2 separate regions of the Zea mays genome follow, and region 2 is linked to region 1. A link is a contact called in public Hi-C data. All regions are on one chromosome and are shown on one strand. The core of a region is the stretch at or near the end of the contact, and the rest is flanking DNA. Distances in the headings are between cores, read along the strand shown. Region 1 holds the start of LOC100277066. Region 2 overlaps LOC103653283 (a long non-coding RNA gene).

Region 1 (3,527 bases), core at 661-3,160:
AAGCGCAAATAACTATGAACACATCATATTACATTTCCCAGTCGCGAGTCTTGTTAGAAGAACCTAACAAGCACCAAGCTTGCATCCAGTTCATCCAGTTGAGAGGTAACAAATATCAAGCTGGATTAAACCCTGATGAAATGGCGATGTTCATATTTACAGATGCAGTAAATGGAAAATAGAAACAGATAATTAAGCCAATGAAGTAACTAACATTAAGCAGAAACATAGGGATGGCATGACAAATAGACATAAGTTAGCACCTAAGCACATAGAGCATAAATATTTCAGGAACGACAACAAGCAGCCGTCATAACTCCTTGATCTAGGTCTAGTTGGGGTCAAAGACATATCATATCCTTCACAACAAAATTAGACACACCCAACCATATGTCCATAACACTGCAATTCCAGGCAACTGGAAGACTTAGGTCGCCCTTTTTGAGCAACACCTTACCAATACCGGACACAATCCAAAACCACCAGCACATCAATATGCACCCTCCAGAGCATCAAGCACCAACCCCACTGTCTCCTTCATCAGGTCCATCCGACGCAGCTGCTGCCTGATCTCTAACATTCTGAACTTCCTGAGCTTCTCCTCCACCGCTCCTGCCTTTGATTTTTCAAGTACACCAAATGCCTTCCTGAATATAGGTCCACTCGGATGCTCCTTCGAAAGCTCCTCAACAGCCTCCCACAGGTATGGGTACATTTGTTTTCCCTTCTCAGCATCATCTCTCCCACTGCCATCACCATGGCAAGCCCTACCTGCAGTGACAATTGCATTACCATTGCCATTTTCAAATGTCAATGCCCTTGGTTTCTTGCCTGTGCGACCACGGAGTCCCCATCCATTTTCTATATCCTCATCACTCTCCTCTATCTCCTGCTCTTCATTGCTCTCTTCTGCATCTTCAGTGTCCTCGTGTGACACACGAGATCCTCGTACTAGTAGTAGACTTTTCAATCCCCAAACTTTCTTGCTAAGTTGATAGACATCGCGATCATGTTTGGTTGGCAAATCAGGATCCCGTCCATTCTTTGAACGAGTGAGCAGCAACTTGTACTTGTGCTTGAGGCGCCTGACCTTATCACTAAGCTGAGCCGTAGAAGCATTAGCAGTGAGTTGATGAATAATCTGGCTGTGTACCTTGCTCGTGTCCTGAATGGACGCAGGAAGCCGACCTTTTTTGGCACGGAACTCAATGAGAGCACTCAGTATGGTCACCTCGTCTTCAGGACTCCAAACCCGGGGCGGCCGCTTCTGGTGCTCCGGGGAGTGGGGGCTGGGGCGGCGCTTGGAACGACGTTGGGAAGATCCCGCGGCGGCGCGCGAGGGCACATCCATCGGGCGCGTGCTGACGGGTTTGACGTTGGAGGTCCCGATGTGCGAGGCACGGTGCGCAATAGCCAAAGGCGAGGCGTCGCCGGCGTCATCGGAGGCGGCGGCCGCGGCCGTGGTGGAGTTGTCGGAGTCGGAGTCAGAGTGGAGGTGAAGGGTGCGCTCGCGGTTGCGCCTCGGCGACGGAGAGCGCCCGGCGACGTCAGCGTCCGAGTTGGAGTGGAAGCTCGGGGAACGTTCGCCGAGAAGCCTCGAGGAACGGGCGCCGCGGCCGGCGCCGGCGCCGGCGTCGGCGTCGGAGTCCGCATCGGAGTCGAGGTGGTCGCGGGGGGAACGCTCACGGTTGGTGTCGGAAGCGGCGGCGCTAGGGCCGAGGTTGGGCCGAGGGGACTCGGATCGGGAGCGGGACGGGGAGACTCGGCGGCGGTGGCTGTTGCGGGCCGCGCCCGCTTCGCCGTCGGAGGCGTCGGACGCCGACCCCAGGCTGGCGGCGGCGGCCGAGCGCTTGAGGGCCATGCCGGCAAGTGTGGATTGGAGTTAGTTTAGGGTTTTGGATTTCAATCCCACTACGGGATTGCTCCGCCTCGCCAATATGGCTGTTGGCATGTTGCTCTGTTGCGATGGCTGTGGCCTGTGGGAGAGCTGGGCGGGTGGATCCCCTGGGCGGTGGCATGTTCGGTTGCGGAAGTGTTCACTGGAGAGAGAAAAAAAATTGCACAATTATATATTTTAACTATATCTTTTACCTACGCATAGTGGAGTTAGTCTATTCAAATCATATATTGTACCTCTTTTTCTCTTGTTCTTTTCCTAAGTAGAGAATCTAGGGGAGTATATCTTCTTTTAGATCTAGTTTGAGAGTCCAAAACCCGGAGAGGATTAGAGGGGTTAAAATTCACTTCTTATTCAAAATTGAATACGAGGAAATTTTATCCCCTCCAATCCACTCCGGTTTTGTGGTTACCAAACTAGCTCTTATGGTAAAAAAAATGAGAGTATATTTTTTAAAGGGGGAGAACACTTTTTTAAGGAGTAATCTTTTAGAGGACAAGTTTTATTTGCTTCCTAAATGCTTTTAATCTCTTCCTTTTCGATGCTTGATTCCAAAGGGGAGAATTTTTAGAGACCAAAGCAATTCAAAATATATCAAACACCAAATACCACCCAATCACTCAATTTAAAATTTTAAAATCTTAAACTTGCAAATGGTTTTGTTTCTACAAGTGTTTTTGTTCTAAAATAGGAATTACGTGGATTGTGGAGTTAGGGTGAGGCTTAAGTCCATAATCTCACTTTGTGGGAACATTCATGCATCCTAGCATCTAGATTGCATATTTTCATCAAAGTATTTGTTATATTTGCTTGCTTGGTTGTGTTGTCATCAATCACCAAAAAGGGGGAGATTGTAAGGAAAATGGACACCGGCCCATTTGTCTAAAGGATTTTGGTGTTTGATAATCAACATAACCTTGTGAACTAATATGTTTGGTAATGTTTGTGTTTGTAGTTCACAGGATGCGAAGAGGATTGGACTAAGGCTATGAGGATGCAACACCTCAAAATAAGACCTAAAAGATCCGTAGAAGTCCAAGACTCGAGAACGAAAGAAGCCCAAGGAAACAACGAAAAAATCCAAGAAGAGGGCAGTCAGCCAGCGCTATGGTGGCGCACCGAACAGTGAACAGTACCTGCCCGGTGTGCACCGGACTGTTCGGTGTGTGACCGGATAGTCTGAGCAGAGAGGCCCGCAACCAGTGACTCTCGGGCGTTGTAGCATCGGACTATCCGGTGTGCACTGGACAGTCTGCAACGGTCGGATCCAATGGTCGACTGCTACAGACATCAACGGTCGGCTGACGTGGCCAGGGCATCAGGCATGTTCGGTGTGCACCGGACTGTCCGATGCACCCGACGATAGACGCAGCAGCCTTTCTGACCAATGGTTATAATTCAAGGGGAAGCTATATATACCCCTCCAACCGGCCATTTGAAAGTGTAGGAGCCCAAGCAACATACCAAGACATATTGTAGATATTTCTAAGTGCTCAAACGCACAAGTGCTTAGTAGAATCACGAAGTGATTAGCGTAGGTGCTTTACAAAGTGTTTAGGTTAGTTTGACCGCTTATACGCTTGCTCCAGGTGAATCCTAGTTCGTCGAGTGAGTTTAGAAAAACTAAACA
Region 2 (4,110 bases), core at 1,394-3,893, 110 kb before region 1:
GAGGCCCTCAGCCACCACTACGCTCCGGAGATCGACCGGCGAGGAGGAGAACCAGGGTGAAGGAGCTTGGCTGCCATGGTGTAGAGGTCGGTCGGCGATGGCCAGCAATATGGAGGAAGGCTGGCGATGCATCGCAGAGCCACTTCAAGACGAAAACTGTTATTTTTCTACTGTGCGAAGAGGAGGTTGAGGTGGAGTTGCAAACCATATTTATTAATACGAATTGAAAAAACAAATTGAAATATGTAAACATCTCCAATTTTTATAAAAATATTGTTTTGAAAATTTATAAGAAAAATATAGACGTGTAATATATAGAGTAATATATAGAGAACAAAATTTAGAAGATGCTATAAGAGATGAAGAATATATAGATGATGAAATCTTTTAGACAGAGTGTACTGTAAAGTACAGAGAATATTCTTTTAATGGAGGAAACATAGAGAACATTGCCGAAGACAGCCTAAAGCTCAGCGTTTGGTGACAGCTGCTGACCTGCAGTTTGTTCAATCATTGCTTGCTGCTGGCCAGCAATCCCCGTCTTGCTTGGATCAGTTGCCGCTGCAACCAAATGGTTTTGTCGTCTGCCGAGCATCAATCACAGGTGGCTACGACGGGGTAAGGGAATGGGTTACCTATCGTGCAACAGGTGATGCAGCACCCCCTTGCTACAGCAGGGCTTGGTGGCTTGGTGCATCGTTTGCTGATGCGCGGTTGGACCACCTACATTGTCCGCCTGGTGCAGCTAACAAACAGGGTACTGGTGTTGAAAGGGTATCTTCAACGTTGAGGTCTGGCCCCTATGTGGGATCGACTCAGGCTAACCTCTCAAACACTCTTGGTACGTCTACGGCGTAGTATTTGCCTAAATTCTATTTTATCTGCTGATGGTTTCTCTGTAGCAGATGAACAAATGGTTTCTAAAGCAATGAAAAGAGATGCGTTGAGAAATCTAGACGGGCCTTCGGAGCAGTTGCCGGTTGAGGGCCATGTTGGATATCCTTTCTCGCCTACTTCATCACCTTGTGCCTCAAATATGGGTACGTTGAACTCTAATCCATTGTCGATTAATGGCATGTCAATTGATAGATGCACCAGAAATCTTATTAGTCTTGGGATCAAGTTAGGGGTATTGATAAAATAGTTAATCTATCTATTAATGCTCTAAAATGTATTGAGGTTGATAGAAGCACTGTAACTCCTTCAAAATCTTTGAAACTAGCAGAAAAACTAAAAATAAGATCTCTCTCTTGACAGTGATAATCAGGATACTGTTATGGACAATACCCTAGTTGATCACTTGTTAAAGGATATAACATATGTAAGCTTTGATGACTTGGAACTTGACACAAGAATTTGTGACCTTATAGTTACCAGTCGCAAATCAAAGTCCAGTTTAAGAAAAAAATAAAGCCTTTAAAATAAATAATCTAGTTTTCTAACGAAAGGATTTTTTTTGAAATAGTAGAGGTCTAGCGGACTTGGCTAAATATCGTTTCATTGATGAAGCCATTAAAGAATATGATTTGAACTTTGTGGCTATCATGGAAACTGGGAAGCATGACATGTCAAAAACAAGCCTCGCTCGCCTTTCAGGGGACAAGGATTTTATTTGGCATTGTCTTCCCCGCGAGGGAGATCTGGTGGAATTTTATTGGGTGTTAATGCTACTGTGCTTGACTTGTCTCTAATTGTGGAAGGGGGATTTTATATTAAATTTCATATTTACGATAAGGTAGATAAATTCAAATGGATTCTTATGGCAGTTTATGGTCTAGCTCAGGATGAATTCAAAATAGTCTTCTTATCTGAGCTAGTCAGAGCTTGTCAACAAAATCCATTGCCCATGCTAATAGGTGGTGACTTTAATATTCTAAGGAATAGCAAGGAGAAGAACAACGATAGATGATAGATTCAATGGTCGATAGCCTTTCTTGTTCAATGTTGTTATAGATAGCTTTGACCTTTGGGAAATTGATTTGATGGGACGTCAATTCACTTGGGCCAATTCCCTTCCCATTCCAACCTATGACAAATTAGACCGCATTCTAATGTCTTCAGATTGGGAATCCAAATATCCTTTTGTTTCTGTTAAGGCCCTAGATCGTGGGGTCTCGGATCATACCCCCTTCTATTAGACACTGGTTCTCCAGCTTACACAAGAAACAAAAAGACAATTCAAAGTAGAACTAAGCTGGTTCCTACGTGATGATTTCTATATAGTCTTGTCATAGGAATTTGGAGCAAGCCAATGAAAGGCCGCAACTCAGTTCAAAGGTGGAATAACAAGATGAGCGCCCTCCGTAGGCATCTGATAGGCTGGGATTGGCACAATAATGGATTCCATAAACATCAAAAAAAAAATCTTTACAAGACACTATTATTGAATTGGACATCGCTGCTGAAAATAAGCAAACACTTGCATAATTAAAAAAACCCACCATGATTCTGCATGCATGCAGCAGAGACCAGAAGATGCACGCACCAGGAATCCATGAGTAACTGCTAGCTCCAAATGCATCATGATTGCAGATCGAACACGCGACTTTTCATGATTCAGACAAAGCGGGACGTACCAAATCCATGAGTAACTGCTCCAGATGCACCGAAAGCTTTCGTCAGACAAAGCCCAGGCTGCCGAAACCTTCGTATGGGCCAGGCTGAACTTGTTTTGGGCCAGCCTGGAGAGGAGCTGTTCAAGTCTCGTCTCGTCATGACAGCATATTGATTTTTCTGACGGAAGCTCCATTTCAGACCGCAAGACACAAGAAACCTACAGCTTGTTCGCTGCGGCTTGCTGCGGCTGCAATCCGGCTGCGGCTGCGGCTTCTACAGTATTTTTCTCTCTATGGATTGCAGCTGCAGCAGTCCAAACAGCTGCAACAGTGTCGGCTTGCAGCCAACCGAACACGCCCCTAAACTCCTGTTGTATAAGACAAGAGGGGAAAAAACGTTAGCGGAGACCAATCCGAGTGGTGTTCGGGTAGACTAGACTAAAATTTAGCCTACCTTTTGAACGCCAAATAGAAGGGAAGGAAACTGGTGTCACCGTTCCGTTTCTGCTCTGCAGTAGACTAATATGTATCACCGAATGACAAAATCGCGGTATTATTAATGCAGCGACTCAACCAGATTTATAAGAAATAAAGTACGAAAACCAATTGCATGACAATGATTTAACACATTTGAACCTTTATAAACCTAGGGGTCCGATCAGTGGCGGATCCAGGATTGGATCAAAGTAGGGGCTATATGTTAAAATATGTTTGACGGAGCCACTAGTGGCTATCTTGGGGGTGAGTGCCACGACGACGTCGTCGCAGGCCTGATGTCCTAGCATGTTGCAGCAGGTCTGTCATGGTGCTGCTTGCAGCAGGGGCGAAGCCAGGATCCAAAATTACGGGGACCAAATTAGAATAAGGGGGTTGTTAGAAGCATTTTTTGTACTATTTACATGAGAATTAGCTAAAAACTAACATGTCCTATAGAATTAGGGGAGCATTAGGGGGGCATTGCTCCCGTGTCCCCCCTGTCGTCGCCCCTGGCTTGTGCCCCTTGCGTTGGGTACATGCGCGCTGCTAACTGTTAGATGTGCATTGGCCGTGCGCGCTAGCTCATGAATACGTCATGTGTGGTGGCGTGGATTTACACTGCTGAAGCATGGACGGGATCCAGCGTGGATGCGCGCGCTACCACCTAGCGTGCTGGTGGCACAGATAGAGGCCAAATACATGTGCTGAATGACACGATTAGAAAGAAGGTTGTGGCCTATCTTAGTTAACCTTTATAGGCTGTATTTATGTTATAATATACTCACACGTTTCAAAATAGTTGTCCTTTTAGCTCTTTGTTTTTATGTCTATATTCAAATGGATGATGATGAATCTAGACATATATATAAAACACATGCATCAATCAAAAATTATATAAACCTACTAATTTCCTAAAATGATGACTACTATTTTAAAATAGATGGAGTATATACTATTAGGACACATCATAAAATAGGTGTCATGGGGCGACCGGGGCTGCAGCCCCGGCAGCCCCCCTCCTAGATCCGCCCCTGGGTCCGATGAAATCGCGAAGGATCTCAAACTTTTCCTTCGCAAC

The links. Hi-C and Micro-C count contacts between places; a contact is called where the count stands out from the background.
Region 2: a contact with region 1 is called in a Hi-C map of leaf, with 4 times the contacts expected there. The contact joins the enhancer-like site here to the promoter of LOC100277066 in region 1. A contact is called at or near these places in 6 of 25 Hi-C or Micro-C datasets (bundle sheath, ear, leaf and 1 more).

What each region holds. Positions count from the first base shown.
Region 1 is chr4:58,332,001-58,335,527 of Zm-B73-REFERENCE-NAM-5.0, reverse strand. LOC100277066 reads right to left here and starts at 1,910. Exons shown (of 1, transcript NM_001150733.2): 1 at 147-1,910. The coding sequence starts at 1,861. The coding sequence ends at 491.
Region 2 is chr4:58,439,049-58,443,158 of Zm-B73-REFERENCE-NAM-5.0, reverse strand. It overlaps LOC103653283 (a long non-coding RNA gene), which reads right to left. Exons shown (of 3, transcript XR_565377.2): 2 at 3,010-3,064; 3 at 2,327-2,923. Among protein-coding and RNA genes, the nearest start is that of LOC103653283, 4.8 kb to the right of the region's middle. Within about 2 kb of position 2,643, at least 9 of the 20 cell types and tissues checked have an H3K27ac peak or open chromatin away from gene starts, as enhancers often do. A contact at or near this core is called in ear, leaf and tassel, where this site is marked.